2 separate regions of the Sus scrofa genome follow, and region 2 is linked to region 1. A link is a contact called in public HiChIP or PLAC-seq data. All regions are on one chromosome and are shown on one strand. Each heading gives the region's core, a stretch centred on a gene start, on an enhancer-like site or on the middle of the called end of the contact. The rest is flanking DNA. Distances are from core to core; before and after follow the strand shown. Region 1 holds the start of CCND3 (cyclin D3). Region 2 holds the start of TAF8 (transcription initiation factor TFIID subunit 8).

Region 1 (4,313 bases), core at 1,339-3,838:
CTAGGAACCAGGAGGTTGTGGGTTCGATCCCTGGCCTCGATCAATGGGTTAAGGCTCTGGCTTTGCCATAAGCTGTGGTGTAGGTCGCAGATGAGGCTCAGATCTGGTGTTACTGCGGCTGTGGCATGGGCCAGCAGCTGTAGCTCCTCCCCATAATTTCACAGATAATCTTTATAATTTTAAGTTCATTGTCCTCTTTAATGAAAGAGTGCAATGCAATGATTAACTAAAGAAACTTCTTGTTTATATTTTTGAAAACAGGAGTAAAGGTCTAAACAAGATCAGACCAGGTACACAGCACACATTCACTCCGACACGAGAGCTCTTGATTTAAAAATTTTATGCACATTACTAATAAACCACTTTTCATCTCACCAGTTGGTAGATTTTTTTTTTTAAGTAGATATCTAATGTTTGTTCATTAGATTGGTTCAACCTTTCAGCAGGGAAATTTGGTAATAAGAACTGTATCAAAAGCCTTAGAATGTTTCATAACCTCTGATTGAGAAATTCCATTTCTGGAAATTAATTCACTTCTAGAAATATAGTCATGAGTGTGCACAAAGATACTGCCACAAAAATATTTTACAGTATTGTTTCTAATAGGGAAGAACTAGAAACAACCTAAATTTCCAACAATATAGATTTGGTAAAATAGAATACGACACATTCACCCAATGGCATACTATGTAGTCATTAAAAATAATGTGAATATTTAGTGACATGGCAAAAGTGCTGTGAGTATATCTGTTAGTGAAAAAAAGAGCTTACAAAAGTTTGCAATGATCTCATTTAAAAATATATCTATAGCTCAGTTTTAGAAAAATAAACATTGACATTTAAAAGGTTATCTGGATGGCGAAAGTGCACGTAATTATTATTATCCTTTTTTGTTTTCCTTTTTTGCTTTTTATGGCCACACCTGCGGCATATGGAAGTTCCTGGGCTGGCAGTTGAATCAGAGCTACAGCTGACAGGTTACACCATAGCCACAGCCACACCAGATCCTTAACCCACCGAGTGAGGCCAAGGATCAAAACTGTATCCTCATGGATAATTATTAGGGTTTGTAACCCTCTGAGCCAAAACGGGAACTCCAATTATTATTTCTTTTTTTGTGTGGCTTATCTGTGTTTTCTACATTGCTGATGACTATTTCCATGATATGTAAATGAGGAAAGCTTTATTATCTTAAAAAGAACTGATAGAGAAAATCCTTAACATAGAGCTTGCCTCTTCTATAGGCTCTCATCTCTCTGGTAACTCTCTTCCTTAGGGTTTCCTCTACTTGGAGGACCCCAGGAGAGGCAGGGATCCCCATGGCCTCCTCCTATTTAGAGCATTACCAGAGGAGTTCCTGTGGTGGTGCAGTGGAAACCAATCTGATTAGGAACCATGAGGTTTTGGGTTCGATCCCTGGCCTCAATCAGTGGGTTAAGGACCTGGCGTTGCTGTGAGCTGTGGTGTAGGTCGAAGATGAGGCTTGGATCTGGTGTTGCTGTGGCTCTGGCGTAGGCCGACAGCTGTAGCTCCGATTCGACCCCTAGCCTGGGAACCTCCATGTGCTCTGGGTGCGGTCCTAAAAAATAAAAAGAAAAACAAAAATTAAAGAAACTCTTCCAAAAAGGATCTAGTTTCCCCACCCATGTTTTCCTCAGACAGAAACTAAGGCGGACTTCAGGGTTTTTCCAAGGCCACACAGCCAACTTGAAGAGGTGAGGCCTTGAATCCACGGTCTTTCCGCCCCGTTGTATTTCTGAAATGTGCGGATTTAGACTAGCTCTTCTAGCACTTTAATATGCACAGGAATCACCAGGGATCTTGTTGAAATGCAGATTTTGATCCTGCAGGGAATGGTGCAGAGCACAGGTTCTGGAGTCAGACTGTCAGCTTCCCAATCCTATAGCTCAGACTAAGACTGTATTTACCGTGTTTCGGTTTCCTCAATTTCAAAACCAATACAAGACCTAATTCATAGCTTTTTTCATGAAGAATCAAAAGTGCTTACAACAGTCTTCACCTAGAACTAGCTTTTTTTTATTTTTTTAAGAACTAGCTACTTTATTATTATTCATATTCCCTAAAGCAAGCAGCGGGTGAAGTCGGGTTTGATGACTGACTGAATGAATGAATAACCTTTGGAGAAAAGTTCTTCCTGGGCAACTGGAGTCTGAGCAGCCAAACGGGAGGGCTTGTAGGTGGGGAAGAGCCCCACCTCCAAAGTACCTCTCTGCACCGGGTGGTCAGAAGGCTCGGAGCGCCCGGAAGCCGGCCGGCCCGCGCCCGGCGGACCAATACGGCCGCCCGGGGGCGGGGTGGGGGGGAGCGCCCGCCCGCCCTTTCCGTCTGGGCGCCGGAGGCCCCGCCCCTTGGGACGTCGCGACGTCCGAGCATTCCACGGTTGCTACTCGGTCGCGAGGGGCGGGGCGCCTGTCAGGGAAGCGGCGCGCGGCGGCGGGGGCGGGCTGAGGCTCCAACGCGGAGTGCCAGCGCCAGCACCAGTCCCGCGCCCCGCGCTCTCCGGCCCGCCGCCTTGCGTTCTGGCTCGCCAGCCCGCACTCCCGCCCTGCCCGTGCGCTGCCCGAGTATGGAGCTGCTGTGCTGCGAGGGCACCCGGCACGCGCCCCGGGCCGGGCCGGACCCGCGGCTGCTGGGGGACCAGCGGGTCCTGCAGAGCCTGCTCCGCCTGGAGGAGCGCTATGTGCCCCGCGCCTCCTACTTCCAATGTGTGCAGAGGGAGATCAAGCCGCACATGCGGAAGATGCTGGCGTACTGGATGCTGGAGGTACCGCCCGGACTGGTCTCCCCTCCCCCGCCACCCTTGCGTCCCCCAGCTCCGGACATCCCGGGGCCGCCCTGTCGGGACATCCTGGTCCCAACAACAATCATCAAGATGTTTCTGTGGCGCACATCCCCGGGGCCTGGCCTTGCGCTCGCGCACCCTAGCCGGCTGCCTCCCAGGTGGTCCTTTCTTTCTCTTCTCCAACCCTGGCTTTGACTGCCAGTCGTTTGGCACCCTAACTAACCCTCTCTTGGGCCGGGAAAGCGGGACAAGGGCCACCCTCTCCCCTCCGGCTTCTCCCAGCGTCTCCTGCCTTGCTCCCCTGCCCGGCCCTCTCTGGAGAGCGCGGCTGGAAAACCTTGGGCTCAGCCGCCCCCGCCGCAGAGCCGGTTCCTGTGTGTGTCGCGGGGTTCTGGCGGGGAAGGCGGTGGGGGTGGCGCGCGCTGTTCCGGCCGTCAGGGAAATGAAAAGTGCGGGAGGCCGCGGCTGGAGTCTCCTCCCTTCCCTTTGGGTGTGTGCAGTGGGTGGCGGTAATGGGGGTAAGGTCCCAGTTCTCTGGCTACAGTGGGTGACTCGTCCGTCCCCCATCGCCCTCGGTATGGGGGAGGGCAGACTCAGTTTGGAATCCTTAAGGGAGCCTCTGGCTTACAGCCCCCCTCTCCCCAGCCCCGGGTGTGGGGGTGGAGGCAACGTCGAGGAAGTGGGGGGGGCGTCACCTTGGGGAAGGCGCATCCTGCGTTTTAGTCCCTGTCACTGTAAGGACACCTACCCCCTGCCATTTCTTGCTCCCCGTCCCAATCCCTTTCAGCCCCCCCCCCCAACCTTTAGTGCTGCTGCGTCTCCTCTGCCTCTGTCCCAGAAATGACCGTGCGCCCTCCCCCAGGTGTGTGAGGAGCAGCGCTGTGAGGAGGAAGTCTTCCCCCTGGCCATGAACTACCTGGATCGCTACCTGTCCTGCGTCCCCACCCGCAAGGCGCAGTTGCAGCTCCTGGGTGCGGTCTGCATGCTGCTGGCCTCCAAGCTGCGCGAGACTACGCCCCTGACCATCGAAAAACTGTGCATCTACACGGACCACTCTGTCTCTCCCCGCCAGCTGCGGGTGCGTGCACAACTCCCCCCGCCCCCCAACATCTCCTGCCTCCTCACTCACCAGAAAAAGGAAAGCTAAGACCTCGGGCGGCTTTCTGCCCTTGCACAGGGTAGCAGAGGCTTTTTAAATTTTTTTTGGACAAAGGATGGGGCCGTGTGGTGTGATGGTCAGCGTAGCCCCCGCCCAGGTCGTAGCCGCCCCCCCCCGTTCCCCCCCCCCACGCGCTCCCAGGCCTGCGCTGCCGGCAGGAACTAAATCCCCTTCTCCTGGCCTCCAGGGGGTGCCACTCCTTCCTGGTCTTTCCTCCAGATAGCAACAAGTCAAACTGCATGTCTACACTCACTAGTACTTTGCCTCTGGGTTTACACAGCCACCGTGAGTTATTTATTGGCAGCAGCAGGACGTGCCTGCGCACCCCCACTGGAGTCGGGGAGTGGAATG
Region 2 (4,313 bases), core at 837-3,336, 88 kb before region 1:
GGAGTCTGGGGTTAATAGATGCAAACTATTGCACTGGAGTGGATAAGCAATGAGATCCTGCTGTACAGCACAGGGAACTCTATCTAGTCACTTATGATGGAACATGATGGAGGATAATATGAGAAAAAGAATGATGCATATATATGTGTGACTGGGTCACTTTGCTGTACAGTAGAAATCGACAGAACACTGTATACCAACTATAATGGAAAAAATAAAAATCACTAATAAAAAAAAGTGTTCTCTTCCCATTTTATAAAACTTACTCACCTTCACCATTTGTTATCACATAGCATTTGATTTTATACTGTATGGCATCTATCTCACGGGAATTAATCCTGATTCTTCAACAAAATTGTGAGTTCTTTGAGCAGAGGGAACAGTGTAATAGCAGCACCTACAGGTCATCAAGAGCTGACAATGTTCCCAGCTTTGACCGTTTTACGTATACATCTCATTCATATTCACAACTCTGTGAGGTGCAAATTATCCCACTGCATAAATGAGGATATTGAGGTTCAGGAGGTTTATGGTTGATGGCTTACCCAAGCTATTAAGTGGCAGAGTGATGACTTACACCGAGGTCTAAAGATTCTAGAGCCTATAGATCACTTTGCTAGGTTCTTCTTTTTGTTTTTGTCTTTTTGCCTTTTCTAGGGCTGTTCCTGTGGCATATGGAGGTTCCCAGGCTAGGGGTCTAATCAGAGCTGTAGCCACCGGCCTACACCAGAGCCACAGCAACACGGGATCCAAGCCGCGTCTGCGACCTACACCACAGCTCACAGCAACGCCGGATCCTTAACCCACTGAGCAAGGCCAGGGATCGAACCCGAAACGTCATGGTTCCTAGTCAGATTCGTTAACCACTGCGTCACAAGGGGAACTCCACTAGGTTCTTCTTTTTCTTAAATCCTAATACTCTCTCAAGACAGAGCACAGATGTTTGGTTGACTCAGAAGGCCCCTTGTTTCCTGGTACTTACAGCTCTGCAGCATCTCTGTCAGTGTTTCCACAGATGCTTTCTCAGCGCTCTCAAACCCTGCCTCTGTTAACAGGGAGCTCACAACCACTTGCAGAGTTCGCCTCCGGGCCAGATGGTAGTTATCAGCAGGGTTAGTGGACTGTTTACTTCCTGATCTCTGTAAATCAGCAGCCCAGAAAGAGAATACTTTCATCCTCAGGACGAGGATGCAGTCATGTAGTTCACATATTGTCAATGGCAAACAAAGGTTCTTTTGCTAAATCTTTATGTATCAGTGTGGTAGCTCCTGATGTTTAGACTTACAGCTCTTCGCCAAATAACTGAGCACCCAAGTGGCTCTAAATTCGAAAACAGCCTTTCTGCCTAGGTAAAACTTATCAATTACAATAGTACAAAATGGCCGTTTCCTACTTTCTATTTTGGATTATCTGAATATATAGCTGAAGAAACATGCAGGATAGAATTGAATTCATTGGTCCATCTCCTAGAAAAAAAGTAATCTCTCTTTTGTCCCTCCCATCTCCACACCATTAACGAGGAAAATTAAAACAACAAACAACACATGCTGCTGAGTAGAGGAGGGCAAATGATAAGAACATCGACAAATTAAAAAGCTAAATATTTTGAAACAGGAATCCCTCCCAACTTTGGCGGGCCAATAAGAAGGCGAAAAGAGCCCCACTGGACCAATCAGGAGGTGTTCCGGGTTCCCAACCCCCAACAGAGAATGAGCCAATCAGTACACAGGTCCACCAACTCCCGAGGCCGCCGCCAAGTCTCGAGGAGGAGGAGGGGGGCATATACGGCCTGAAAGACCTTCCTCCACTCAGAGCATGTGGTGGGGCCCTATTTCTGGGTGTGAACATGTTGCCAAGGCTAGGGGGACATTACAGAATCCCCAGGCTCTCTGGGCTTCCGCCCCGCGCCTCCCGCCCTTACCGTTCCGGAGGCCCCGGCCCCGGCAGTGGCCGCCGCGTCGGCCATCTTGCTCTGGCGTAATGTGCGCGAGCGCACGGCAGGATGGGACTTGTAGTCACCCGGCGGGGAGGAACCGCGAGGGGGCGGGGCCGCGCGCCCCGTTGGGCTTTGTGGGGCCCAGCCGGGTCGGGGGTGAGTCTGGTTATCCCGGTTCACGTGACCTGTGAACGGTGGGTTCAGCGAGCCCCGGAAGTGGCTAGGAAAATGAGCCCTCGGTTTCACACCTATTTAAAAACGAAATCGTTTTTCATAAAAAGCACATCCCTGGAACGCTCCAAACTTGCCTGATTGTTAGCCACACCTGGCTAGGTCCGGCGGATCCCCGTGACTTTACTCTCTGGAGGAGGGGTCTTGGGCATCTGTATTCTTAAGTTCTCCAAGTGAGTCTCCTGAGCCTGGATATTTGGGGAAGCTTTGTTTTGTGCTGACGGACCCAGAGCCAGCCAATGGCCCACTTGGAACGAGAGCCAGCAGTCACGTAATCCAGGTGTGCCACTGCATCCGGCTGCCTTCTCGCCCTCAATTAACCCTCAGGTATTTTTGGGGCGAGCCGGGAGGCGTCGGCGGTAGGAGGCTGTCCGGTGCCTGCCTCACTCCCAGGCCGTGGAGTCTACGTAGTGCCTGTGGTTTTCTGCGGTTCACTCGCGGGTCAGCCCCTCTGGATGGGGGTCCTTCATGCACCGCGCCTCGTCTGTCTCCGTTTGCGGGTGCCCGGCAGCTCGCAGAGGCTGGGTTTGAATCTCAGCACTCGCCAGCTGTGGGACTTCGGGCAAATTACCTAACCTCACTTTGCCTCAGTTTCCTCTTTCGTGAAATTAGGGTGGGATGGGTAGCCGCGGGGGAGGGAATAAGCTAATATACACAGAGTTTATCACTGTGCAGACTGAGAGTAAGAGGTCAAGAAGCAGCGCCTAATGTTATTTATTTCTTGCGTGGCGAGTGGATGAGCAGAAAACGCTCACATGCAGAAGTCGGGGAAACCTGCGCCACGCCTGCCCCGCCGCGCGCACCTGAGCGTGGGGGGCGCCCGGTCCCCTCACCTGGGGCACAGGGGGCAGGTCTGACGGTCGGGGTCGCTGCGCGGGGTGAGCCACCCGGAGAAATCGGGCCCCAAACCTGAGTTGAGCAGAGCACCCAGCCCCTTTGTCTCCTCCGCCCCCCCTTCCCCACTTCCTGCCCAGCTTTAAACTCGGGATTGGCGGCGCGGCGCCGACTTTGTAAACACGCCGCGCCTGCGGCGGTGGAGACTGGTTCTGTTTGGGCGTCTGGGGGAGGGGTGCACGCCCCTCCCCGCGGCTGGAGGTGGCGACCCCCCACCTCGCCAAAGACAGAAACCAGAGGCGGCGGCGGGAGAGTGTCTGCGGCCACGGCCAGTGCTCCGGGGGGCTCACCTGCCGAGGAGGTAGGCTTGAAGGCTGGAGAAGCCAAGATAGATGGGTGTCAGCATCTCCCCGCTTCGCTGGGGCCTTCGAGCTGAGGCGGGACACCTGGGCGGGGAGTCGGAGGTGGCGACCTGATCAGCCTCCTCGATGTCTCTCAAAGCTCGGTTCACTTTCTCTCTGAGTTGCAGAGGCTGAAAGGCAGAGAGCTCCCCCAAAGCTCTGAACTTTCTCTGTGTCCACACAGGCCCTCTTCAAACTGATCTGGAAGCCTAGTGACTTCACTGGGCTGTCTGTCGTCCTTCTTCATAATTCAGAGATGGGGTGGGAGGCAGTAGGGGGGCAGACCCAGTGTGGGCAGCGAGCCTTGGGGGTCCTCCTGCCAGCCAGGGCTGAGGGAGGAGGCCAGAGGACTGGAAGGAGGAGCCTCTCAGTGGGGGTCCCTTTGGTGTCTGCGGGTTACACAAGTGACGGCTTTAGCCTCTTCTGTGTCTTTTAATGTGTCAACAAGAGGATTAACTGAGGAAATTGGTTGCTATTATTCAGAAAGCATTACGGTATTCATTTGCACACATTGAGCGCCTAGTATGTGTCTGGGATGGTGTGTGGGCGCTGAGGGTGCAGTGATGTTATTTGTCCACAGTGATCTAGCCTGGGTCATAGAACACCAGAGATAAGGTGCCAGGTTGGGGTGGCTGGGAAGGCTTCAGAGAGAAGAGGACATTTGAGTTGGCTTCTGAATGATGACTAGTCCCCAGGCAGAGGTGTGATGGGAAGTCTTTGCTGGGCACTTATTGATTCTGCAGAGCTGGACTCGCCCCTGACTGTGGCATTGGGCCTTGGAAAACAGTGGGCACCCAGAAGCCGTCTCGGCATTCTTTAACCCACTGTCTAGACATGAAGAAGAGATAGGAATGTAACAGGATGACTTTAGGGAAAGGCATGTGTCCGGGCTGGTCCCCAAGAACCCAGAA

The links. HiChIP or PLAC-seq counts read pairs in DNA pulled down with a chosen protein or histone mark.
Region 2: an H3K27ac HiChIP or PLAC-seq map of skeletal muscle shows a contact between it and region 1, with 6 times the contacts expected there. The contact joins the promoter of TAF8 here to the promoter of CCND3 in region 1. A contact is called at or near these places in 1 of 5 promoter capture datasets (fetal liver), 30 of 47 Hi-C or Micro-C datasets (adipose tissue, alveolar macrophages, blood and 15 more) and 2 of 2 datasets of contacts at active chromatin or transcription factors (alveolar macrophages and skeletal muscle).

Annotation. Positions count from the first base shown.
Region 1 is chr7:37,093,087-37,097,399 of Sscrofa11.1, reverse strand. CCND3 (cyclin D3) reads left to right here and starts at 2,588. Exons shown (of 5, transcript NM_001078678.1): 1 at 2,588-2,785; 2 at 3,666-3,881. The coding sequence starts at 2,588.
Region 2 is chr7:37,180,212-37,184,524 of Sscrofa11.1, reverse strand. It overlaps TAF8 (transcription initiation factor TFIID subunit 8), which reads right to left and starts at 2,086. Exons shown (of 9, transcript XR_002345722.1): 1 at 1,922-2,086; 2 at 983-1,139. It also overlaps a transcript of CCND3 not described here.